2 separate regions of the Mus musculus genome follow, and region 1 is linked to region 2. The links are chromatin contacts, called in public Hi-C maps. All regions are on one chromosome and are shown on one strand. Each heading gives the region's core, a stretch centred on a gene start, on an enhancer-like site or on the middle of the called end of the contact. The rest is flanking DNA. Distances are from core to core; before and after follow the strand shown.

What was found. A called contact is a pair of places that touch in the nucleus more often than the background predicts.
Region 1: a contact with region 2 is called in a Hi-C map of the N1E-115 cell line, with 4 times the contacts expected there. The contact joins the enhancer-like site here to the promoter of Lrrn3 in region 2. A contact is called at or near these places in 2 of 39 promoter capture datasets (embryonic stem cells and stem cell-derived epiblast-like cells), 6 of 484 Hi-C or Micro-C datasets (the G1E-ER4 cell line, the N1E-115 cell line, embryonic stem cells and 1 more) and 1 of 115 datasets of contacts at active chromatin or transcription factors (forebrain).

Annotation. Positions count from the first base shown.
Region 1 is chr12:41,627,426-41,633,265 of GRCm38.p6, reverse strand. Immp2l (IMP2 inner mitochondrial membrane peptidase-like (S. cerevisiae)) reads right to left here. Exons shown (of 7, transcript NM_053122.4): 5 at 4,437-4,502. Among named protein-coding and RNA genes, the nearest start is that of Gm40412, 23 kb to the right of the region's middle. Within about 2 kb of position 2,370, at least 2 of the 459 cell types and tissues checked have an H3K27ac peak or open chromatin away from gene starts, as enhancers often do. A contact at or near this core is called in the N1E-115 cell line, where this site is marked.
Region 2 is chr12:41,483,984-41,489,419 of GRCm38.p6, reverse strand. It overlaps Lrrn3 (leucine rich repeat protein 3, neuronal), which reads left to right and starts at 3,363. Exons shown (of 2, transcript NM_010733.3): 1 at 3,363-3,849. The region is part of intron 4 of Immp2l (IMP2 inner mitochondrial membrane peptidase-like (S. cerevisiae)); the gene reads right to left.

The DNA.
Region 1 (5,840 bases), core at 1,121-3,620, 140 kb before region 2:
TCTCCATCCCCAACAACAGGCATGTATGCAAATGAAGGTTAAATGTTTCTTTTGTTCACTATGTCTCTCTAGTACCCATGTCAATGACCATTAAGTCGATGGAATTAAGGTTCACCAAGAGCATCCAATCTCTTACAATGATGCCATTTACAAAATTCATGCTTAAGAAACAAGCATATCAGTTATTTCGCATCATAAACTCAAAAATCATGTTTTCAGAATACAATTCTTTGTATTCTGTCCCACAGGACAGAAGGTGGACATACCTGCTCATGAACTGGTTAAATAACCAGATCATCCAACATTAATTTCAAAGGTTATATTGAAGTGTGTCTAAGCTTTTGAATTTAAAGTCTACTTTATCTGACATTTAAATAGATATCCTGTGCTGTCTCTGACTCTTTTGCCTACTACTGGGACCCTCCTCCTACTGGGTGGCCTAGTCCAGCCTTGATGTGATGGTATGTGCCTGGTCTTATTTGTAGCTTGTTATGCCATGTTTGGTTTATGTCACTGGAAGGGCTGCTCATTTCTAAGGGAGGGAGTGGATCTAGAGGAGAAGGGAAGTGGGGATAGAGACTTGGGGAAGGGAAGGGAAGAAACACTGCAGTCAAGATGTAATATATAGGAGAAGAATTTATATAAAAAATGGAATAAAAAGTGAATGCCTTCTGAGAAGTTAATTCTCAGTAGTATTGAAAAAATGTATAAAAACTTTCTGTATAGTTTTGGGGACTAATTAATTTTGATGTTTGGTGGTTTGAATATTCTTGGTCCATGGTAAATGGCCATACAAGGAAGTGTGGCTTTGTTGGAATAGGTGCGGCTTTGTTGGAGGAAGTATATCGCTGTGTAGGTAGCCTTTGGGGTCTCCAGCTCCACTCAGTATAGAAGAGAGCCTCTGCCTGGCTGCCTACAGAAGATGGTCTCTTTCTTCTGCCTGTGGATCAAGATGCAGAATCCTTGGCTACTCCAGCACCAAGTCTGCCTGCATGCTGCCATGTTTCCTCCCATGATAGACAATGGACTGCAATTTTTAAACTGTAAGCCAGTCCCAATTAAATGTTCTCTTTTCTAAGAGTTGCCTTGGTCATAGTATCTCTTCATAGCAATGAAACTCTAACTAGGGCACTATGTGATTTATTTATATTTATAATATCTTTTAAAATAAAAAAATAAAGCTTTCTGGGAGGGGAGCTAAAAATAAAAACAACCACAATTCTGTACTTTTATAACTAATATTTCCATTTTAGTCTATTTAGTCTGCAAAGATAAGTAGTATTTGTGAGCAAGGATGTTCTTCATAGCCTCTACAATTCAATAAAGCCAAGCTATTTCTGTAATTAAAAACAAAACGTTAAAAAGTTAATCTTCCTTAGGGAGTAGAGTCAAAGCCACTACTAAAGAGAACAGATTACAATGTCATTGAACTGAGACTTGAAAAGGTAGTGCTAAGCTAAGTGACTGCTAATTGCAATGCTCTGTCCTGGGATCCATCTCAGTATCTGTCATTCCACCCAACAAAACCCTTACAGTGGCTTTGTTTTAACTACAGGGTGCTTGCCAGGTCACTTGGCCTCTCTACCTGTGATGCTACACCAGAAAGGCCATCTACCCCAAATCAGCTGATCAGTTGGTTGACCAGCAGTCCATCTAATCCATACACCATAGCTCTGTCCCCTAGAGGGCATACTGAGACTTCCATCACATCATTGAGACATGAGGCACATCAAAAGAAGGCAGCAGGAAGCAATGGGACAAAGGTCAACTGAGAAAAATGGAGGCAATAGACAGAGCAATATGGATACAGGGTACAATGGACAGAATGAAACTAGAAGTCATAGTGTTACTCTCTTGCTATTCTTCAGGGAGCTGATTCTTGGGAACTGTTCCCCTTATTTTATGAGATATCTCCTCAGCAGGAACTCTAAAGAATACATTTTGTACATTTATAAGCGGAGGAAACTTAGCTAATAGAACACTACCTAGATAGAATACTGGGTTAAGTCTTTAACAGTGAACTTGACCTCTGAAAAGTTCGTACCTCCAGGCTGACCTCCGATTCTCTAGTTTTAAGTTAAAAATAGTCCATATATCATGGTATGTATACTAAAACCTAAAGGGGTTTGTTTGTTTATACTCTTTAGAAAATATCAAATTCTTCCCATGAAAGCAAATTCTGGAAAGTCACATTTGGTTTTAGTCTGCCTCCTAGGAAATTCAGTAGTATCCAAGGGAAAACAGGACTGAAAGGGCATGTCACACACCAGAGCCCTGGCTTGTCACAAGGGCACTGCTAGGCTAATGACCCCTGTGACTTACAGGAGCAACTTCCTATAAGCATTTTCAGATATGTAATTACCAGAAAGGGATCACAAACAGAAACAAGGAAGCTCATCAGGAAGTGTTTTCTTATCTCATTGTCTGGCCTTTTAACACCTATCAAGGCTGTTAGAAACCATTGTAGGTGTGTATTCTCTCACTAGTTTAATGTCTGAGAAGCTGAGATAACCAGGTGCTAAGGTTTGAAAAGAATAAAAAAGAAAGAAAAAGTAAGAAATGGGTTCTTCCCCACTGAAAGACATAAAGCAGTAAAGAATGGTTGTTTTTCTAATTAATTAACAAAAGGATTTTTGAAAAAGACTTTAAATTGGAAGGAAATCTTAGCTCTGAGTCCTTCCTCCTTTGTTTCACTCACTGCTCCATGATTGAGGTCTACAAACGGGGATGATAACTGGTGTCTGTTTGCAGTACTTCTTCTGCATGGGCTTCAACAGTATCCAGGAAGAAGGTGACTCCTACCCTGGTTAATCTCCTGCCTCAGCTCTGTCTGCCTCTGCAGTGTGAACCCAGTGTACACTTACAGAGTGAGGAGAGTAAAGCGTCATGTCTGCCCAGAGATCCACTGTAGAGTTTAATCTTGTGCAGACATCTCTAATGTCACATTGCTGACTGGCCAGCTGGTAATTCACAATGAGAAACAGCAAAGTTCCTTTTCAATTGTAATTTTAAAAGAATCCTGGTTCATTAACTGTCTTAATTTTATTTTATTACATGAATAATGTGTGTAATTTGATGAGTGTTTTAGTTTTGTAAGAATAGTTTTATTGACATGTAGTTCTTATAGTATATAAACAACCTCATTAAAATGTGCAACTCCATTTTTACATATCTAACTGTACAACTGTCAGCATGGTACCCTTTAGGATATCTCTATACCTCTTACAAACAAGCAAATAGCCCTGCACCCATTAAGAGTCCTATTCCCCTCTTCCATGCCTGTGGGAATCACTAACCTGTTTTTGGTTTTGTGCATTTCCCTATTCTGGCCATGTTTTTAAATAAAATCACAGTATTTTTCAGTGGTAAATGAGTCAGGAAACATTTTAAATGGTTTTGTAAATGTTTCTAATTCTTGGCTGGTGTAGAGAGAATAGCTGGGGTGCGGTGACTGCTTTTTTTATGCAGTCTATCACAATATCACACCTCTGGAAAGTTCCATCCTGCATGAACAATAGCAAAACAGTAAAATAAAACAAAACAAAAAGACAAATGGCATCCTTTGGTTATGAATAAAGTAGTTTTACTCTCACAGAACTGCAAAGGGGGTCTTGGGTGATCCTGCCAACATCTTTACACTGCTGATCTCAATTCTGCTCTAAAACTGACAGGGGCTCTTTCCATTTCGTTTGTTTTGTTTATATAATCATTAACACAAGTGTTTTTAGGATGGAGTTTTGGGTGGAAACAGAATCAGAAAACATCTTGAATACAATTTTCAAGGCATTTGACTACTATATTGTGTACACCTGGGTACACCTTACTTCAAGCAGGCAATCAGAATGAGATGCATCGTGCACTAATGGCTTTCTTGCCCATTCTCAAATATTGTTTATATCAGCAAGCACGATAAATAAGACTTTACTATCTGTTGCTCAAACTCTTGATTGTTTCAGTGCTGTGTGCAGTTTCAACACTCACTGTGAACCTGGAAATGTGTGTTTCAGTTGCTATCCAGCTTGTCCTGATCTCTACGGTTATAAAGGAGTCCTGTGAGTTTGTGTTGGGGATTCTGAAATAATAAAATGTTCTTGAAAATTTCTAAAATAGATATTGATGTCACAATATTAAAATAATTGTGCTAGCATTAATACCTGAAAGCAGTAATTTAATGGTCAGAGTATGTGGTTAATCTTGGTTTAATTAATAATTATCATAGGTTTTGTAACTTAAGAAGAATGGTGTGCTGAGTGACCTCAGGTAAACCTTCCATCCTGAAACAGTTACTGATGCTCAAAGCAAATAAAGCAAAGCCTAAGGGAAGGGTGCCCAAAGTTCTAGATCGCCAGGCGTATTTTACTTTAATTTCAAATAAGCATTCAAAAGCAAGTTTAAAATCCAGATTTTAAGTTAAGAACAGTAGTCTGGGCACCTACCTTACAATATCTCCTTCAAGAGCGATCACTCTCTTAATGATTTTCTGTTCTGGGTTTTTAGGAGACCTAGGATAAAAAAGAAAATATTATACAATCAGCTATGTTTCTGTTATTCGAAGAAAAGAAGGATAAATTGCTTAAGAAAATCAGCTGTGGTTAAATCACTACAGAATTCTTCACACTCATGGCATGACGCGAACCTTACTTGTGTTTCAAGTGACCTAAGATACTGGTGAGAAAATTATGTTCCATAGTAAAACTTAAAACTGAAAAACACAGAGGGAAGATGAGTAAAGCTGAAATAGTCTGGCAATCCCGGTCCATAGAGATGGACAAAACAATAGTAGGATCCCTCTACCCACAGCAAGTTCCAGGCAAGCCTGGGCTACATGATACCCTATATACAGTAGAACACAAAACAAGGGGATCAACAGCTTAGATATTAAGGGGTAAAAATTATTAGTATGTCGTTATTAAAGAAAATACTTTTAAGAATAGAATTTATATGTAAGGAAGTTAACAGACATTTCTTTAATTGATAAATGTTAGCAGTTATAGCATTTTAAAATTCAAAGAGAATCTTCCAGAAAACAATGATGCTAGAAGTTTTTTTTTTAAAGAAGGAAATAAAGAATCCTGTTAAATCATTTTGAAGTTCAGCAATTTGATGATTATAGAATTCAGAGAGATAAACAAGTGCCCCTGATAGTTAAAAGAAATTGACAGATTTTGATATATAAAGTAAAAAAGGCATTTTCTATTTTAATCTCATTTGTGATGGGAAATTTTGATTCAAAGATACACTACTTAAATAAATCCCCACCTCTCCTGGAACATACATCCCAATGGATACTTTCCCACCTTAGGCTAGGATTGATCTTTGAGGTCAAGAGAGTATGGGAAAGGAGTCATATGGGTGTATCACTTTTGGGATTTGGTTGTAAATGTGTATTTCTCATACCTGGAGTTTCTCTATTCTTCCTTTGTAGGAAGCCGTAACTGCCCTGAACCATCCCTATAGTGACAGTTACATGGGGGAAGGACTCAGACTGCTCAAGTCACAGCACTGAGCTCAGAAGCTTGTCCTTCAACCCAGCCAACATGGGGGAAGCTGCAGCTCTGAGCAACAGCTGGACTGCACTTCTAGAGCAGCCCTGCACCAATTTCCCCACCCAGGCTGCACCATCAATTTCTGTTGACTTAAGCTGTTAGGCATTGTACCAATTTGGGGCATCTTAATATGGACAGTTTCCTGCTGATACCATGTTAAAGCTCTGATTTACTGGACTTGTTTCAAGAAACAGATCATATATCATATAAATGATCATTTGTGTTTGAAAATCAACAAGAGACAAAATATTTTCATGTCAATTCACTTTTTGAATTAAAAGGCTTTTTTCAAAG
Region 2 (5,436 bases), core at 2,114-4,613:
CTCCAATTAATATCTCCAGCTACTAAACCCACCAAATGTACATCCTATGCTATTCTAACACAGTGACGAAGGCAGGACTCTTCAAGCACAATTTAAGGATTAATTGTTCATTCACGCATTCAACTTTCCTGCAGGTCATTTTAATTAAATAAAATCCTCATGTGGTGACTGCTATAATAGAGGTACACAATATAGATAAAATCTACACTCATTATGTAGTGAGTCTGAGATGTACAATCCCTATCACTATGTACATACTGTAAGGGAAATACAGAAAGAAAGAAGGGGAGAAAAAGAAGAGAGCAGGGAGGAGCATGGAAGAAGGAGCAAAGAGAAGAAGCACCCTTGTCAATCATCCACTAGATTACAGGGTGATGGAGCTGGGACCTGCTCAGGACTTGAGGCACTCTGCCTCTGGCTCTCTTCCAGCATCTATGTGTAAGTTAAACATGTCTTATGATTTTCTACAATAATGGTTCTCAACCTTCCCAATGCTGGGGGACTTGAAGTGCTTCCTTTTTGTTGCTACGTCATAAATGTAACTTTGCTACTGTTATGAATTATAATGTAAATATCTAATATGCAGGATATTGAACATGGGACCCCTATGAAAGGGTCATTTAACTATCAAAGGAGTCATAATCTACAAGTTGAGATCAATTTTTATAGGCCATTCCTATTCCATACTGTGTCTGTTTTCTGATGACCACAAGCAATTTTAGGACATGTAATGCTCTTAAATCTTTGCATCCCTCAGCGGGATATCCTCATATGGTGCTTCGAGGGGACACCTAATAATACTGCATTGAATGACTGTCTTCCCCGGTAAGTTAAGGAATCCCCAAATATACTTCGATTCCAGCTGCTGATAATTTTAGCAGGAGGAAACCTACAGCCAGAGAGAGTTCTCATCTTCTTCATTCATAGCCAGAGTAATTCTCTCCCTTCTAATAAAAACTCATTTCTAATACCCCATGATATTACACTTAAACACAAGTACGATATACTTTTGATCTATCATGTACCTATATTCAAAGAGCACTCACATTTCTTACATTTGAAAATACAGCAAACATTCATTTGGTAAAAACAGTTTTCTAGGAAATTATTATTATATAAGGCAGTTTTTGAAATAGTATTCAATCCTAATTAATTATAAAAACATTTTCATGAACTTATAAATATGTTTGGATTTAAGTACTACCTGTGATTATTAATTTTATTTTTTAATGTTTATTTTTTATTTTCTGTCATTACAGATAGTTGTGAACTGCCAGGAATTGAACCCAGGTCCTCTGGAAGAGCAGTCAGTGCTCTTAACCAGTTGAGCCATCTCTCTAGGCCCCTACTAGTTTTATTTTTAAAAGTTATTTTTAACATGTTCGAGCCTCACAACTTATCTTCATTATGAGAGCACATTGTAATCAATACATTATAATAATCAACAGATTACTAGATTTGTTGATTATATAATTAATAACAATCGAAATAAAGTGCTTAAGGAGTTGGTACAATATAAAAGGAATTTTTTTCAAATAGTTGTTACAATTATAGCACAATTCTCCATGTATATACTCTAAAAATATTCAAATTGAGTGGAAAAATTCAGTACGTTTCAAGTGAAGAAAGTAAAATTAGGCTATTAAGTTATATGCGATGCACTCCAATGTAACAGCCCAACACTCATCCTCCTCCCATACCTGTGAGTGGACACTCAAGTACCTGTAAGTGTCTGGTGAGAGGATAACACTCAGAATTGGATGCCATTTGGCCAATGAAGAAGCCACTTTGGTTTAGCATTCATGCTTATCAAAAAGATTAGAGTTTATCAATTATATATTAAAATAAAAATATTCTGAGGAACACCTACCATACCAGCATTCAAATTGCCTAGGCAGAAGATAAAGGCCCTGACTCCGTCAACAAATTGATCAATACAACGAATAACTAAAGCATTGGTAGATTTTGTTTGTTTGCTTTTGTAAAGAAAACTGTAACATGAAAGCGTTTGGTGGTCAAAAGACAATGTTAGTGAGGCTAAGCTTCCAGGCATACGGTCATGGCGCAGAACACCGGTTTAAGTCACTTCAACGACACCTTAAGAAACAATTAGTGCTAATGCTTTTGCTTTTTGTTGTTATTCCCCCCTCCCCCAGTAAATCTAATAAATGCCATTTCCTTTTCCTCCACTAGAGGGCAGTCTATCAAAGCAAGGGGAGACTCAGATAAGGCAGCTTTGGACCTGTTGAAAATTGTTCCCATGTTCCACTCCTCTCAGGAGGTCTCTCTAGTATACTGTCTGGAAAGCATGCCCTTATATTCTTCTATTTGTCATGGTTGTTCTGGAGCTGAACACATGACCACGCTGGCATGATTTCTAGTCTAAATATTCCAAATGTTTTACATATAATTCCTATTGAAAACATTTTCCTAGTTAAGTAGCCATTCAGAGTTGATAGCCGTAAGTGCAAAAAGAGATAATTTAACTGTTCAGTCTATTGTAGAGGAAAGGATCCCTGAGTTATTACTAATAAATCATACATCTAAAACGCATACACAGGCGCACACACACACATACATGTACATCTGGATGCAGGCACAAGCAATGCCACATACAACACATGTCCGATGTGTGGCATCAGATTTGTTATACCATGTATAGATAAGTAGTTATAATTGGAAAAGTTTATTTTGTATATGCTTCTCCTTACATACCATTGTTGTGAGTATTGGAGAAGCAAATATTTGTTGTAATTTTAAGAAATGTCATTGTAAAACCTAAACAAATACGCAAACAAAAAATAAACCCACACACAAAGTACCAACAAGAAAAATGGAAAGAAGGAATGGAGGGAGGGAGGGAGGGAGGGAGAGAGAGAGAGAGAGAGAGAGGGAGAGAGAGAGGGAGAGAGAGAGAGAGTGAAAGAGAGAGAGAGGCTATTAGCTGCATGCACATAGGCTGATTTAAGTAGGATCTGTAGGGAAACAAACAAGGGGCAGGAGAGCTGCAGGCTGCAGGCTGAAATGTAAAGCCACTGCTGAACTTCACAGACAGGGAGGCAGAGTCACTATCAAGTATTTTTAATATTCAGGAAATCCTTGTTCATAAGTGTTTCCTGTCTTATCTCAGAGGAAATGAAAAACAGAAAAACAAAACAAACAAAAACCCCACCGTTTCTCCAAATGACTGATCACATTCCAAATGGGAGAACTTGTTGAAAAGCGCTGCACATTGCTCCAAAAGGAAAAGAAAAAACAGGAAAGAAAATGATTCCAAGGAAAAATATGCAAGCCTGTTTCATTTATTTGTACCCTAAGCAGCACTGTCATAGGACAGACAGGCTGCTTCAGCCAACCAGGCTGGAGCAGCTGCGAGTGCTACATCTTGGCAGTCTGAAGCGATTGGCTCCTCTCTGGGGAGTGGAGGGTGTTCAGTTATTAATGACCGCTGAGCAGGCAGCACCGTGTCAGTGTGACAACTGATCTGGTGAACGATGCACCACTAACCACCATGGAAACGAGGAGAAATAACGCCAGCTAGCAGGATCTCTCTTCACGGGATTGAGAGGCTCAGCCTGCTGCTGCCGGAGAGAGTTCCAGTCAAAAGAAGGAATCCTAGCTGCAGGCTCCTGCCTTCCTTTATATTTTAGAAAAAGAGAGAGAGAGAAAGAGAGACACCATTGCTTGCATGTGTGCATATCTATAGTATGTAATTGTGTGTACTTTATTACACATACATATGCACCTATTTATACTGGGGCAAGAAGACAGCCATGTGATTATTTCAGCCAAGGAACTGAGCAAGCAGGGGCACCGGAGGAGGGCTATCCCTGCATCTGCTAAGGCAAGGTAAGTTTAAAATATACCTATCTGTTTAAATGTTCCCTATTTCGTGTTTTTGTTGGTGCCGGAGTTTTTACACATCAGTTCTCCTTTGATGTTTTCCCCTTGTCTGAATTCTAAGGGCATTTTTCTTTGCATTTCACTTTTGAGTGAACATGCAAACCCCGCCGGCTCTGTGTGTGCCTAGCTGCGTTCGTGGGATTCTCAAGCAGGCATTTTACTAGCTTGAATGCCCATCAGAGGATGTGAGTGGGAGAGAAAAGCAGTGCCGGGGGAGGAGAGAGAGAGGAGGGAGAGAGAAGAGACGGGGACTGAGGCAGAGAAAAGAGAACAGAAGGACCAAGAGAGAAGCAGGGAGAGAGAGGGGAAGGAGACAGAGAGGCTGGCAGAGGAGGCAGCGGGAGAGAGGGGAGAAGGAGAGAGAAACAGAGGGAGATGGAAAAATCAGGGTCCTTTGCCCCCACAGCTCTTGTAACGAAAAGCAGATCACTCATATTTCTCTGTTCTGAAGCCAATGAGGCGTTGTCCCCCCACCCCCCAGCCCGCCCCAAGGGATGAAGATTTAAGGGGGATGCTGTAGTGTGTCAGGAGTGAAGGGCACCAGGCAGAGTAGCAGAATGAGCATATCACAAACCGGTATTGAATTTCTGCCAGGCTACATCTTCCCGATTGTGGTAAATGACTTCCCTTTAATAACATCCCATCCCCTCACTGCTCTGAGGGGACAGTGCAAGCGTCTGATTGCTAATGCAGCCCAGGAAGCTACCATGCTAGGGAAACCAGGAGATGAACCAGGAGAGCTCTAGTCACCTTTGGTAATTGAACAGCATCGCGGTAGTATGGCTTCAAAGTACATTTCCTATTTATGAAGACTGTTTGCTCTCACTGAGCCGGGTGGCTTAACTCGGCTTTAATTTATTCATTTTTAACAATATGTCCTTGTTTCTGTGCCTCTAATCTTAGTGAAAGCAGGCTATGATCACGAGTGAGAATCTTCCTAGTTTAGCGAAAAGGAGACCAGTGTGATAGATAGAAAAATAAGTACAAATTTAAAATACTTATCAGGAAAAGAGTGTGCCCTGGTACGACAAATATTACTTGTGCACTGAGTTCCTCATCCTTGGTTCCAGAAGCAACGCCTTTGAGACAGAATTACTGTCAGTCAACTCAGAGCGTCCATGGAGTGATGATTCATGGAATACTCTGTGGACCGATTTTTACTTCCAATCTTGTAAGAGGAAGCCAGCTACTTAGAATATGCTCTCAAAGCGACACCACCAATTGAGGGTGGCTGTGGAAATCTTCACTGCCCTGCTAATGGGTCCTGTGGAGACATTAAAACAAACCCAGGGTTCATATTTCATCTGCTGGAGCTTTCTCCTCTCTTCTCTTAGTTCAACTCACAGTTATCGGAGTCTGCTTTGAAAGTGGGTGCTATTCTTTTCCCAAACTGTGATTTCAGACTTACTAGGTTCCTAGCCTATGACAGATGGCAGAACAGAAAGACAATAAGCAGCCACTTAGATCCTGCCACCTTCCCATCAATGTGTCAAAAAAATGAGTCGGTTTACAATATGTAACGTAAGGAGTCAA